2 separate regions of the Mus musculus genome follow, and region 2 is linked to region 1. The links are chromatin contacts, called in public promoter capture Hi-C maps. All regions are on one chromosome and are shown on one strand. The core of a region is the stretch at or near the end of the contact, and the rest is flanking DNA. Distances in the headings are between cores, read along the strand shown.

Region 1 (6,915 bases), core at 2,144-4,643:
TTTAAGTTGCAAATAATAATTCATAAATTCTATATTATAAATTCTAAATGGGCTTTTATATTAAATATAAAAATACATGGTTTTAGTTTTAGGAGATCTATTGATTTTATAACATTTTAGAAAACTCATCTTGGGCTAGAGTTATAGTTCAAAGGCAGAACACTTTCTTAGTATGTGTTTGGATCTATGTTCGATTCCCCAGAACCAAAAGGAGAGAGTGGCAGGGAGTGAGTGAGTGGGGAAAAGAAAGGAAGGAAGAAAGAAAGAGCTCAGCAAATTATTCTATTTATCAGAGTCAATTGAAAGAGAAACTTAAGAAACCAAGTAGTTAAACCTCCAATGCAGAAAGTGAATGGAAAGACTTTTGTTGCAAGAGACCAACTTGTATTAATGACAAACCATTTCAAGTATGTCATTTGAAACAAAGTTTCATTTTGTATTCTTTTCCTCACCAATAAGATGCTGTTGGTGCAAACTCCTGGTATGCTGTTTGAAGGAGGCATCCTTTCACACTAAAAGAGAAACACTTTTACCTATGTAGATGACAGGTTTTGTTGTAACAAACTAAGGCTGACCTAAATACATACTGCTCCTGTAATCTCCTTGTAAGAGAAAGGGAAGGGCCACAGACTCAACATTTCAGCCATTAATCACCATTGATGGTGACTGTTCATCTATCTTTAATTACCTCTACTTAACAGTTCTCCTAGCTGACAACGGTTAATGAATTCCTTCAGTCACTAGGGATTTGTTTTCTATTCAGTTTATCTTGAAGGATAAAGATAAATTGTTCTACTGAAAAATCTACTCCCCCACTCCAGGTGGTGGTGGTGGTGGTGGTGGTGGTGGTGGTGTGTGAGGAGGACTATCTGTGTGTCCCTTTTGGGGGCCAGGATAAAGGAAAAGTCTTTGCCCCAAGGTCAGAGAAGAGGCATTTAGTTATATTCGCTTTAATTATTTTGGACTAGGGGAGAGTAGTGTGTGTATAATAAAAGTACATATGTACATATTAATATAGAAGATAGGGAGTGTCTTAAGTGTTTGTTAGCTTGTTTGGGATTTTTCTTTTTCTTTTTTTTTTCTTCTCTCTTCTCTCTCTCTCTCTCTCTCTCTCTCTCTTTCTTTCCTTTCTTTCCTTCTCTCTTTCTTTTTTGAGACAGGCTTTCTCTTTTAGCCCTCCCTAGCTGTCCTGGAACTTGCTCTGTAGACCAGGCTGGCCTCAAACTCAGAGATCTGCCTGCCTCTGCCTTCCAAGCGCAAGGATTAAAGGTGTTTGGCACCACAGCTCTGCAAATTTTTACATTTCTTTTGGGGGGACATTTCATAGAAAAGTTTGTTGGACTACTAGTAACAAAAATTCTCTCAGCTCTGTGTAATGACACACACATTTAATCTCAGCACTAGGGAAAAAATAGGCAGGTAGATTGCAGAGTTTGATGCCAGCCTGGTCTACATAGTGAGTTCCAAGCCAGCAAGGGGCTGCATAGTGAGACACTGTTTCAAAATAAAAAATAACAAAAATGATGCCCCTCCCTGGAAAAAAAATCCCAACATTTTCTGCTATGACCCATTTCTTTTTCAATCTTCCAAGACACTGGAAAACCTGACGGGGAATGGAAACTCTGACCTTCTCTCTTGTTTCCTTGAACCCATAATTCTGTCGGACTGAATTGTGTCCTGTTTACAGCAACTCTCTTTTCAATGATCACTTTTTCTCTTTGTAGTCCCATTGGACGGGGGTACCCTTTTTAGCATGTCTGCATATAATTGAACTTTAGTTGTGGATAAGACTTAAAAGTTCTTTTCCTTGGGACTTATAGGGCCCATAAAAACATAAGACATCTACATAAGCATTCCCAAGTATTCTGAATTCTTAAAGTCATGGAAGAGATAGATTTGGAGAAATGGCATCAAAATATCTACCTCCATTTGTAACTGGTGTTTCAGTTTCTTAGTTTCTAGAAAGCAGAGAGTCAACTTTTTAGCCCATCTTTTTCAAGTTAACAGAATCTTCCAGCGTGCATTTTGGAAATAAAGCCCCTGGTTTAATCTGATCTTTCCCATGCTTGGTTTCCTTTTTTTTTTTTCTATTTCCTTCTTTACTTTTAAAAAGTATTTTTATGCATATGAGTGCTTTGTCTGCATGTATGTTTGTGTACTATGTATAGTGCCCATAGAGAGGACCGAGAGGGCATCAGATGCCCTGGAACTGTTAGGTCTCAAACCTGGGACAAATGACAGAGGTACTTATTTAACATGTGAAAGTGGTTACTGGACCCAGGTTCTCTCAGCCATTCCTACCTGTTACAGGGTATGTATGGCATGCACACTCCCTGCCCTAATCTTCTCTTTCCCTCCCCCTCAGAGTCATGCTCGCTCTGAATATTCCCAGATGTCTTTCCTCCCAACTATGTTCTCCCATTTATCTCTAATAAACCTTTTTCTTCATCATACCTAGAAGCAATCATGTCCTTTTCTTTTTATTTTATTTTTATCAGAATCAAAATTACAGATAGATAGTTGTAACCATGTGGGTGCTGGGAATTGAACCCATGTCCTCTGCAAAAAAACAGGCAGTGCTCCTAACCTCTGAATCATCTCTTCAGTCCCTGTATTTGTTTTTAATTTATCCCAACTGCAAGCATTTATTATGTAGCTGAAGATGACCTTGGGCTTCTGGATCTTCTGCCTCCATCTCCCAGTTGTAGGGATTACAGGTCTCTTATGCCCGGTAAATGTGATTTTTATCCTCTAGGAACCGAGTGCAGTAGAGAAATGTTTAAAAATCACAAGATAAGAGAATTAAGCAATATAAGAAATCAATGAACAGAAAAGAACTATAGAAAAGTGGTATCCTGAGTGTATGGAGATGTCGGGAGCGTGTAAAATCTTATTGCTGTTGACTGAGGCCCACTTTGAATCCTGTTTCTTCTAGGGTCACCTGGCGAATCAGCGACTCTGGTGATGTGATACAGAGCCCTTGATCTGCAATGTCAATCTTTTTCAACAGAGAAGTCTCTTATCTCCAGCACACCTGGGTTTCCAACATAGGCAACTGAAACCCACGTTTCCGGGTTAGCGGAAATACGAGCAATTGTTTTGAAAACCAGTGACTGAAACCTAGAAAAGAAAAGCAAGGCGGGAAGAACGCAATAGTTAACTCTGCGGAACCACCAGGCCCTGGGGAGCAGGGAAGGAAGGTCATTCCAGCCTACGCCGGCTCTGCGTTCACAAGCAAGGCAGGCTCCGCCCTGCGCCTGCGTAGTGGCGACTGTTCGTTGCAGTGGAACGCCTGAGAGAGGGAATCGCTCCTGCGCGTTAGCAACCGCGGAGGGGAGGGCGGGGAGCTGGAGAGGCAGGAAGGGGACGTGGCGCGCGTGCGCGCAGTTCGGCGCGGCTAGGCGGCCCGCAAGGGCGGAGGGGAGGGAGTGACGCTGAGGGCGGGGCTGTCCGTGGCGCTGCCGAGCTTTGCGGAGCTGGGCGGTGCCGAGGAGGAGGTGGAGGAGGCGGTGGCGGCTGGGGTCTGACGCGGCCCGGTTCCTGACGCGGCCCGGTTCCTGGGGGCCTGCTTGTTTATTTATTTATTTCCAGTGGGCGCCGCCAGCGTGTGCGCGCGCTGTCGCTGCTCGGCGGGGAGGGGGTGGGGGGAGGGCCCGCGCCCGGGGGGAGTTGGAGCCGGGGTCGAAACGCCGCGTGACTCGTAGGTGAGAACGCCGAGCCGCCGCCGCCGCCGAGAAGCCCTGTTAACGCTTTAGGGAGGAGAGTCTGGTGCCGACAAGATGGCGGACGGGGAGCTGAACGTGGACAGCCTCATCACCCGCCTGCTGGAGGGTGAGTGCGGCGCCGGCTCGTCTCCCCACCCGGCCGCGGGGCCCTTCCCGCTCGAGCTGAGGTCGGAGAGGAGGGCAGGCGGGCGGGCGGGCGGGCGGGCCGGGTGCCCCAGGAGGCCAGGAGCGCGGGCTGGCGGGCGGGCAGGCGGGGAGGCCGGGCCGAGCGAGGCCGGAGGCCCATCGGCTGGTACAGTCTTCCCGAGAGGCGGCCGGGCTCCGCTTGGCCGCTGTGCTGGCCTCTGCAGACCGTTCCGAAGAAGGGGCGAGGATGCCTGCCGCTGGGCTTTGTGTGTCCGTGGAATGTGTATTTCTCGGTTCTCTTTGTGCGTTGCCCTTGGCAGCCTCCGATGGTCGTTCCGGTAGTGAATTTTACATAAAACCTTCCCAGTAAGGCTCTCGGATCGTTTGCATTTTACTGGATGCTCTAGAAAGAATTAGGGAGAGGATACGATGACTAGTTTACCATTTATTATCTGGAGTATAAAAAAACAGTAAAAATCCTGAATCAGGTTAAAGACGTCCGTTAGAAATACGAAACGCCCGGATACATGTGCTGAAGGGGTTGATTTGGGGGCTTTTTTTTTTTTTTAAACATGTTTGAGCCGAGTTTAATTTCTGCACAAACTTAGCAAATGTCTGTTGTGAATAATCTCTTGAGCTTAAAAGGTATTTTACAAGTGTTCTCAGCATTTGAAGTTCCGGGTTCTTATGCTTTTATCGATTAGTTTTGTGTTGGTGGGAACATAAGGAGAAAAGAGGAGATGGAGAGGCCAGTAGTTAAATGTATTGGTCCGTTGGGGGATACTGTTCGAAGTTAAAGGCGGGTCTTGGTCAAAAGAACCCTTTTACGCTATAAAATTTGCGTCGTCACTAATTGTGGAGTGTGTAAAAAAGAATTGCGTTTTTGAGTGGTTAAGAGTCCTTTTTGTCAGCCTCCTAATGAATGCGTGTGTTTACTACAGCGAAGCTGTTTGTGTTTGGAATTTTACCAAAGAGCGTGGAGAGGGGTGACTTTTCTTTAACTAGTTAAAGTACGAAGTATTTATTCTCTGTTTAAAACAACAACAACAACAAAACAACTCTGTTTATATGCTCCAGATGTAAAAGCTTTCCAGCAGCCTTAAGGCTGAGAAAAAGGCAGAACTTTTACCAGGAACTCTTTCTTATTTACCTTCTCCTTTAGTATCAAGTTATTCCTGGGAGGCCCCCTGGTGCTTGCTGTGTTTACTGCTTGGGATTTTGTGGTCTTTAATTGATAGAAACATCTTGCTGGGTCTGTGAGAAATTTGTTTAGTTAAAAAAAATTTATGCTTGTAGTACATGGCTGGCTCTATTAGGGAAATATAGTTATTTTAAATCTTTATATCTTGTTACTCTTCGGAGAAGGGGAATTTAAGCCCACCACTGTTTTCATATAATCTAAATTTTAAATTAAATTTGGATCAGATTTTATCGCAGTTTATTAATATTTTTAATTTTTCATAAATACCTTATAGCAGATGCATGTATTTTAAACCGATCTAGAAGCCTTTAAATCAAATGTACTTCTATACAGTTACAGATGCTTAAATACAACTAATAGAGTGGGAGTTGTAGAGAAAAAGGGGAAAGTAGCCTGAGCTATATCATTGTTAAATATTTGGTTCTATCATCAGTCACCAGCACCCACCAGTCCCCCCTTCTTGGGTAAGAATACGTTCTTTTTTTCTAATATAGCAAGTGTTTATTGACTGCACTGCCAGGCACCAGGAGTCAAAGATAAGGCTCACTCCTCACTCAAGCAGCTCAGTATAAACAAGTGGCTTCTCAGTGTGTGCTAGCCTTCCTGCTCTTCCTGCTTTGAATGTACAATTTATTAGTAGTTTTGTTACATTCTTGTTCCTTAATCCAGACGAAGACTGCTTTTGTTGTTACTCTAAAATATTACCAGTCCCTCCTTCCCTCCCCAAGCCTAAACCTGTTCAAATAAATTTTGAAGTCTTGGATTTTCTAGTGAGTAAATTCAATCTTGAAAAAAAAATTTTTTTTGAGACAGGGTTTCTCTGTACCTGGCTATCCTGGAACTTGCTCTGTAGACCAGGCTGCCTCAAACTCTGCCTCCCCAAATACTGGGAATTAGAGACATGCACCACCTCTGCCGGGCAGCCTACTTTAGTTTTCAGTATTACATGCTAATTTAACTCAAATTCAAGTGGTGCTATTCTGTAAAGTTGCCTCGCAGAACAGAATAACCTGGTTATATATTTTGTGCGTCCTAAATGAAAGTGAACATTAAAAGATACATAATTATAGTTAAAGATGTCTAGGTTATATATTTTGTGTGTCCTAAATGAAAGTGAACATTAAAAGATATGTAATTATAGTTAAAGACGTCTATCCATAGCAAGACTACAGTTAGTGGTCATTGTATTGAAAGTGTGAAGAGAACCTTCGAGAATGTGTGCTCTAAGGACCAGTATGATAAATATGACATCCTTGGTAGATAAAATGTGTGGATTCAGTGTGTTCAGCCATTTCACAGTGTATGCACTTAAAATATGTGTTCCTAAAAGATGCAGTGTTGTCTATCAATTAAAGATTGCTTTTGGCTGGGCAAAAAGTTGTGGCTTTAATCCCAGCACCCAGTAGGCTGAGGCAGGCAGATCTCTGAGCTCTAGACCAGCAAAACACAACAGGAAAAAAACCTTGCTTTTGTAAAAATGTTTTTTTGCATTAAGAGAAAAAAATTGATCAGAACCTAGTCTCATTTTAAAGTGTTTACTTTATGTTACAGTTTATTCATTTAAAAATATATTAAACTCTGATGGCCAGTTAAGTGCACTCACTTTCAGTAACTACTTTTTATGTTACTTTGTTCGATGTTAGACCATTTAAATAAAAAGACTAGAACATTGTTTGGACTGGGTGTGCTTCTCCAGTATTATTTTCTTGGTTTAAGTTTTACTTACAACTAAACAATAACTGTTTTGCCATCTGTAGTGACCCTACTATAGTCTTGTGATTTATCATAATTGATTACATAAGTTCAGATTAGTTCTGTGAGTGAGCTAGAAAGCCTGCCTAGTAAAAGGTTTTGCTTAGAGTG
Region 2 (6,915 bases), core at 2,952-5,451, 400 kb after region 1:
CTATCAACGGTTTTAAATTAGATTCTTAGTAACTGTGTAGTAAAAAGAAAGAACATGGGGCAGTAGTGGCACACGCCTTTAATCCCAGTACTGGGGAGGCAGAGGCAGAAGGATTTCTGAGTTTGAGGCCCGCCTGGTCCACAGAGTGAGTTCCTGGACAGCCAGGGCTATACAGAGAAACCCTTTCTTAAAAAAAAAAAAAAAAAAAAAAAAAAGCAAAAGCAAAAACAAAAACAGAAAGAGAGAGAGAGAGAACAAACAAGTAACATGTTTATAAAATTCAACTTAAACCTTCTCAATGCTTATAACCAAGCTACTAGAGAAGAATATCAAGTCATTATCTAGTTTAAGTTTTGAGCAAAAATTAACCCATTAAGAATGACTCTTACCTGGCTGGAGAGATGGCTAGTCCAGAGGATCTGGGTTCCATTCCCAGCACCCACATGGAGGCTCACAACTGAATATAACTCCTGTTCCAGGTTATCTGATGCCCTCTTCTGGCCTCTCCAGGTGCCAGGCACACATATGGTACACAGACATATATGCAAGTGAAACACTCAAATACATAAAATAAAATATAAAGCCAGGCTGTGGTTGCACACATCTCCTGAGTGTCCCAGCACTCAGGAGACAGACAGATGGATCTCTGTAACTTCAAGGCCAGCTTAGTGTACAGAGTTAAGTTCCAAAACAACCACGGCTACATAGAGAAACCCGTCTCAAAAAAACAAAAAAATAAAATTTAAAAATCAATCTTAAATTACTCTTGCCATGTGTATAAATATGTATTATATTATTTTGGAAATGGATTTATTTTAGACGTTATAAAATAAGTGACATTTGTACAAAATATGAAGTAAAATTATTCTACTAAAAGATGATGTTCATAAAACAAGCCTGCCACCCCTATACCAGGGAAACACAAATTTCTAGACCAGTTGGGGCTACACAGTCTAATAACAGGTTATACAGGGAGACCCTGTCTCAAAACAAACCAAGTTTGTTTAAAATAAAACAAAACAAAACAAAAGGGAGGGTGAAGAAAAGGAGGAGGAAGAGAGAATATTTTTGAGCTGAGACTAAACTGACCTCCCACCTGTGTCAAATGCAAAGCTCTGTAGGGAGTTATTCAACCTTCTGGTGTCCAAGGCAAGAGCCAGTGTCCCTCCCTACTCTGACTCCATTCACTAGCTACAGGATCTCAAAGTCTTCAGTTTAAATGAACTTTCCTGGGCCTATTCTTTTCATGCAAAATGACCAAGCTAAAGTAATCCTGAGAAAACCCCAGGATGGAAAGGACAACCTCCCTCTTTTCCTTTCTGCTTCAGTATATAGAACAGACAGGTGTCAACCAGGGTACAGGGCTCAAGCTAACTCAAGCTAATGCCTTCCTTTAATAGGTGCTCAGGGGCACTTACGGCAATTTAGGAATACTATAGACACAAAGGTTTTCTTCAGCGTGTCTTTGGGTAATTGAACTCCTACCCTACCAAAAAATCAAAAACCTGACTAAAGCCAGTAAAGGTGGACCGTCACAACCCCCCACGTCATTAGAATGAATGTATTTTACCACGCTGCCCCAAATCCACAATGCCAACATGTCTCATCATTCAGCGTTTCCGCAAAACAATAGTTTTGGAAGCAAAACTTGATAGCAGTAAAGCAAGAAGAAAAAAGAAAAAAGGGAAAAACAAACAAAGAAAGCAGATCAGAAAAACTCCATGCCCCAATAATCCCTCCTCTTGAACTGGAATGTACAGACCCTGTTAACAACAGTGAGCACTGCCATGCTTGTGTCAAGAAACAAGACTCACAAGAATGATCACGCCCTGAGTTCACAGCACTCCTCTCACCTTGAGAAAAGGGCTTTCTTTTCCAAAGATTCAGATCCTGCAGCCAGCCCCTCCATAAGGGACATTCAGACACTGTATCCAATTCTTCCATGAGGGAATTTGGAGAAGAGGCCTCCTCTTGAGGGACAGAAAAAGAAGAATCTTTTACTAGGCCCTCCCTAGACCAGGAGTGGTGGCTCACACCAGTGGTTCTAACACTCAGGAAGAGGCCAACGCGAGAAGGCTGTGGAGGACAGACTGAGATACACAGTGAGTGTTAGGCCAGCTAGGGCTACATAGCTAGATCCTGTCTCAAAGGAAAAACAAACCACTAATCAAGATCTCAACACAAACTGAAAGCAAGACCAGGAAGAATATCATCACACGGGACCCAGCTCTTAGATGGGAAGTGTGTGTGCAGGGAATCTCTTAAGGCATCAAGGCTGTTTTCCTTTCCCTTTTTATTAACATGCAGAAAAAGCAATCCATCTCTCAACAGAGGCTTAAACTGAAAACGCTCTTGACGTCTACTGACAAAAGACACCACATATGAAAGACGTTCATGTATTTATCCAAGGGGGAGGGGTAGGAAGCCATCTACAACGCTTTACATACTGGAAAAGGACAGTCTTTTACTTTGGAGAGCTGGAGGCTGAAGAGGATGTGTAGATAAGGGGAAGGTTTGTTTTTTTGTTTTTTTTTTTTTGTTTTGTTTTTTTTTTTTTGCCAACAAAAGCAACTGAAGAGAGAGGAGATCTAGACAGATTTGGTGGACAAAGAACGTCTGGCTTCTGGCACCACGTTTCCTTCCCTCTTAAGACTCTTAATGAAGAGATGGAGGCAGGAAGATCAGAGGCTTGGCTACATAGCAAATCTGAAGCCAGCACAGCCTACATGAGAGCTTGTCTCAAAACAAAACATAAAGTGGCACATGGTGGTGCATGCCTGAACTAGGAGTGTCCTATAAAGTGAGAAAAGATTGGGGCAGAGGCAGGCGGATTTCTGAGTTCCAGGCCAGCCTGGTCTACAAAGTGAGTTCCAGGACAGCCAGGGCTACAGAGAAACCCTGTCTCAAAAAAAAAAAAAAAAAAAAAGATTATTGGGGGGACTAGAGGCTAGCCTTGACTACCTACCTAGTTTGAGCCCGAGCTATAAAAAAAAAATCCCTCAAATCAAAATAATAAACAGGTAAAGTGCTAACATGTTTCCAAAACTTACTATTTCTTTCCCTGATTTTCACCAAGGCTCTCTGTTAACTTAGGGAGTAGAGTACAGCAAGATCCAAAGTGAGAGGAAGAATACTGTATCTTAGGAGCAGGGAAAGCCTTTCTGGTGGAAAGAGGGTTGCAATTTGTGATGGAGGATACATTCATGCCAATAACAGTTTCTCTGAGGACATGACTTTTCTTTCTTAATATATCAATACTAACAACTGACCAAACGTTCACTGTGCACCAAGCATTTTCCACAAAAGTTCCCTTGAGCCCTCATGACAATTCAGAGAAAAAAAAGTACCCAGGTTAAGGATGGGCTGCAACTGACAGGGGATGAGGCAAGGTCATGAGGATGTTAAGTGGGAGATACAAACTTGCAAATATCACACTCCAAAAGAGGAGCAGCAGCTCAATCAATACTAAGAGACTTAATAAAAACACAAAAACCAAAGCTCCCTTGGTGGACATGACTGGGGGAAGGGGAGAAAAGCTGACTTACGATATCATAAATTCAGGGCCTCCCTCTATCTTGGGGTGAAAGTGAAAAATAAAGGATCGAGAGATCTGTTTCTTGCAGATAGGATACCTCTGTCACTTTTGGGAAAGTTGAGAACCTCCTTCACTTGGAAGACGCTGACCAAAGTGGGGGTCGCTCTTTTGAATAAAGAATTCCCCTTGGCACCATAAACGGGTCTCCCTTCGCTGACAAATCGACCAGAGCCGAGGAAAGGCGTATACCAACAAGGGGCGTCGTCCTCTCCAAGGAGAGAGAAGTTGGGGGTCCCCTGCAGATGAAGGTTGAATGGGAGCCTCCTTCCCCTGGAACCAGGACTCCGAGAAGCTGTTTTCTCCCAGGGACGTAGAGCCTGATCTCCTGGATGTCTGTGGGTGTTTGTCACTAACAGCACTGCTTCGGTGCCCTTCGGCTCCCTGAAAGGCTGGGGGCCCGGACCCCCTTTAGTCAGCACCGTCCGGCGGAGGACCCCCAGGCGGTCGTGGGACTGCCCAGGCCTCTTACCCTGTGGCCTCCTCCACGGCTCGTGCTCATCCCTCCACTTTGGCGTCGGCTGCCTCCGTCCCTGCTGTCCCCGCCGCCGCCAACTCTACCAGATCTTCGGGAGCCGAGGCCCGAGGGCGCTCCAGCTTCCACCGCTTCCACAGTGCCCTCCCCCCCCACCTACCGCACTTCCTCATCCGGGGCCAAAGCCAGCCATGCGGACGGGTCTCGATCCCGCCCCCGCACGGCGCGCGCGCAATCCGGAGGGCGGCTCTTCCCGGCTGGTACCTCCACCCTCCGCTAGCTCCAGACACGCTCAGCCCCGCCCCCACCGCGTTGACTCTTAAAGAGAAACACATCGTTCTACCCAGTTCCTGTCTCAGACTGTTACCAGTGCTATGGTCCATATCTCTGAGGTGGACAGATGCCACTCTAGGGCCCTGTCTGCTTCCATCCTGGCAGATTGTGGGACCTTCTAATAACTATAATCAAAGGTTTAGGTCACACCATCCTCCTATTGCTTCTAATCACACTGAAATTCAAAAGATAACCCAGGAAAGTATTTGATTACACTTTGATTTTGTTTCATTGCCTCTCTAGCATTGAAGGTACCTCATTTTATCTGTGTTGCCTGTTTCTTTCCATCCTTGTCTGTTTTCTTTAGGACTCTATATTCATAGCACCTAAAGAAGTGTCTGGAAGAAATTACAATGGACCTGGCATTCCTTTAATCCCAGCACTTGGGAGGCAAAGGCAGGCGGATTTTTGAGTTCAAGGCCAGCCTGGTCTACAAAGAAAATTGAAATTACCTTTTCTTTGATTAGGATCTGCAGAGGAAACCAAGGCTTGGCTGCACGCTCCTTTAACCCCAAAAAGGCAGAAGACAGCCTGGTTTACATAGGATTTGATTTGAGTCAGGATCTTACTTTTTAGCTCAGGCAAGTCTGAAACTTGCTATGTGTGCCAGTCTAGCCTCAACTCTTGACCTTCCTGCCTTGACCTTTTGGATAAAGGGAAAATAGGCATGTGCGACCATGCTTGGCTTATTCGTTTTCTTAAGTCACATGAAAGTATTATTCATCTTACTAAATTTTTATTTTTATCCTTTTATCTCCTCTCTCTCTCTCTCTCTCTCTCTCTCTCTCTCTCGATAGGAAATATTGCAATAGGGTTCTCCCTATGTAGTCCAGGCTGACTTGGAACTCACTATTTAGATGTGGCTCGCCATCTTTTTTCTTTTTTTTTTCTTTTTTTTTTTTAAGTAGCCTCTTAAAATCTATCAACTTTTTGTTTGGTTATTTTTAGTTTTGAAGATAGTTTCTCTTTGTAGCCCTGGCTGTACTGAAACTTGCTCTGTAGATGAGGCTGGTCTCACACTCAAGAGATCTGCCTGCCTCTGCCTCCCAAGTGCTGGGATTAGAAATATGTGCCCTAGGGCTGGTGAGATGGCTCAGTGGGTAAGAGCACCCGACTGCTCTTCCAAAGGTCCAGAGTTCAAATCCCAGCAACCACATGGTGGCTCACAACCATCCGTGACAGGATCTGACTCCCTCTTCTGGTGTGTCTGAAGACAGCTACAGTGTACTAACATATAATAATAAAATAAATCTTTAAAAAAAAAAAAGAAATATGTGCCCTACCACCTGGCTTTTTTCTTTAAAACATACCCCCCCCACACTTTTTTTTTTTTTTAACAATCTCTCACTCAGACTGGCCGCAAACTCTTCCAGTGATGGGATTATATATACCACCATGGGAACTTTTGCTTATCATGCAATGGGAGACCCCTTGGCCCATTCCCAAATCCTCTACTGTTTTACAATGCTTTTGCTTTCAAAATAAAACAAAACAAATATATTTTTATATATTTTTTGGAAAATACTGGAAACCTATAGCTTGTTTAGTTAAAGCTGGGGAAAAACTAAAAAAGGTTCTGTGATGCCAGACTTGGTGGCGCACACCTTTAATCCCAGCACTCAGATGGCAGAGGCAGGCAGATTTCTGAGTTGGAGGCAGCCTGATCTACAAAGTGAGTTCCAGGACAGCCAGGGCTATACAGAGATACCCTGCCTCGAAAAAAACCAAAAAACCAAACAAACAAACAAAAAAAGGTTCTGTGATTAACTAGAGGCATTAATGATTCAGTGGTCTTCATGATTAGAAGACACACAGCAGGGTTGGAGAGATGGGTCAGCGGTTAAGAGCACTGACTGAACCAGGTGTAGTGGTGTACACTGTTAATCCCAGCACTCGGGAGGCAGAGACAGGCAGATTTCTGAGTTGGAGATCAGCCTGGTCTACAAAGTGAGTTCCAGGAGAGCCAGGGATGCACAGAGAAACCGTCTCGAAACCCTCCCCCCCCCCCGGAAAAAAAAAAAGAGCACTGACTGTTCTCCCGAAGGTCCTGAGTTCAAGTCTCAGCAACCACATGGTGGCTCACAACTACCAGTAATGAGATCTGATGACCTCTTGTGGTGCATCTGAAGACAGCTACAGTGTACTTACATATAATAAATAAATAAATCTTAAAAAAAAAAAAAGAAGACAACACAGCAGTGTTATGACCTGAAACCCTATCTCTAGTTATAAAATACTTACAGAATGAAGCAGGAGGTTGGTAGGATGACACAGCTCAAAAACAGGGCTGAAGTTTGATTGGGACAGAGAGTTTGCCCAGTATGTGTGAGGCCTGGGTCCCATCCCCAGCCTTAGCTGTCAGAGAAAGAAAGAAATGGAGAAGAGGCAAGTGCACTGGGCATGGTGGTTTGCTCCTATAAGCCCAGAACTTGGAGGGAAGCAGAGGTAGAAGGATTGTCATGAATTCAATGCCAGTCTGGTTACAGAGTGGAACTGTAATTCACCAAACTCTTCT

The links. Promoter capture Hi-C pulls out the DNA fragments that hold promoters and counts their contacts.
Region 2: a contact with region 1 is called in a promoter capture Hi-C map of embryonic stem cells, with 2.5 times the contacts expected there. The contact joins the promoter of Prr14l here to the promoter of Ppp1cb in region 1. A contact is called at or near these places in 3 of 39 promoter capture datasets (embryonic stem cells, erythroid cells and liver), 2 of 484 Hi-C or Micro-C datasets (CD4 T cells and Th1 cells), 3 of 115 datasets of contacts at active chromatin or transcription factors (astrocytes, effector CD8 T cells and memory CD8 T cells) and 1 of 9 other capture datasets (adipose tissue).

Annotation. Positions count from the first base shown.
Region 1 is chr5:32,455,577-32,462,491 of GRCm38.p6, forward strand. Ppp1cb (protein phosphatase 1 catalytic subunit beta) reads left to right here and starts at 3,394. Exons shown (of 8, transcript NM_172707.3): 1 at 3,394-3,831. The coding sequence starts at 3,780.
Region 2 is chr5:32,850,029-32,856,943 of GRCm38.p6, forward strand. It overlaps Prr14l (proline rich 14-like), which reads right to left and starts at 4,202. Exons shown (of 11, transcript NM_194340.2): 1 at 4,065-4,202; 2 at 1,854-1,970.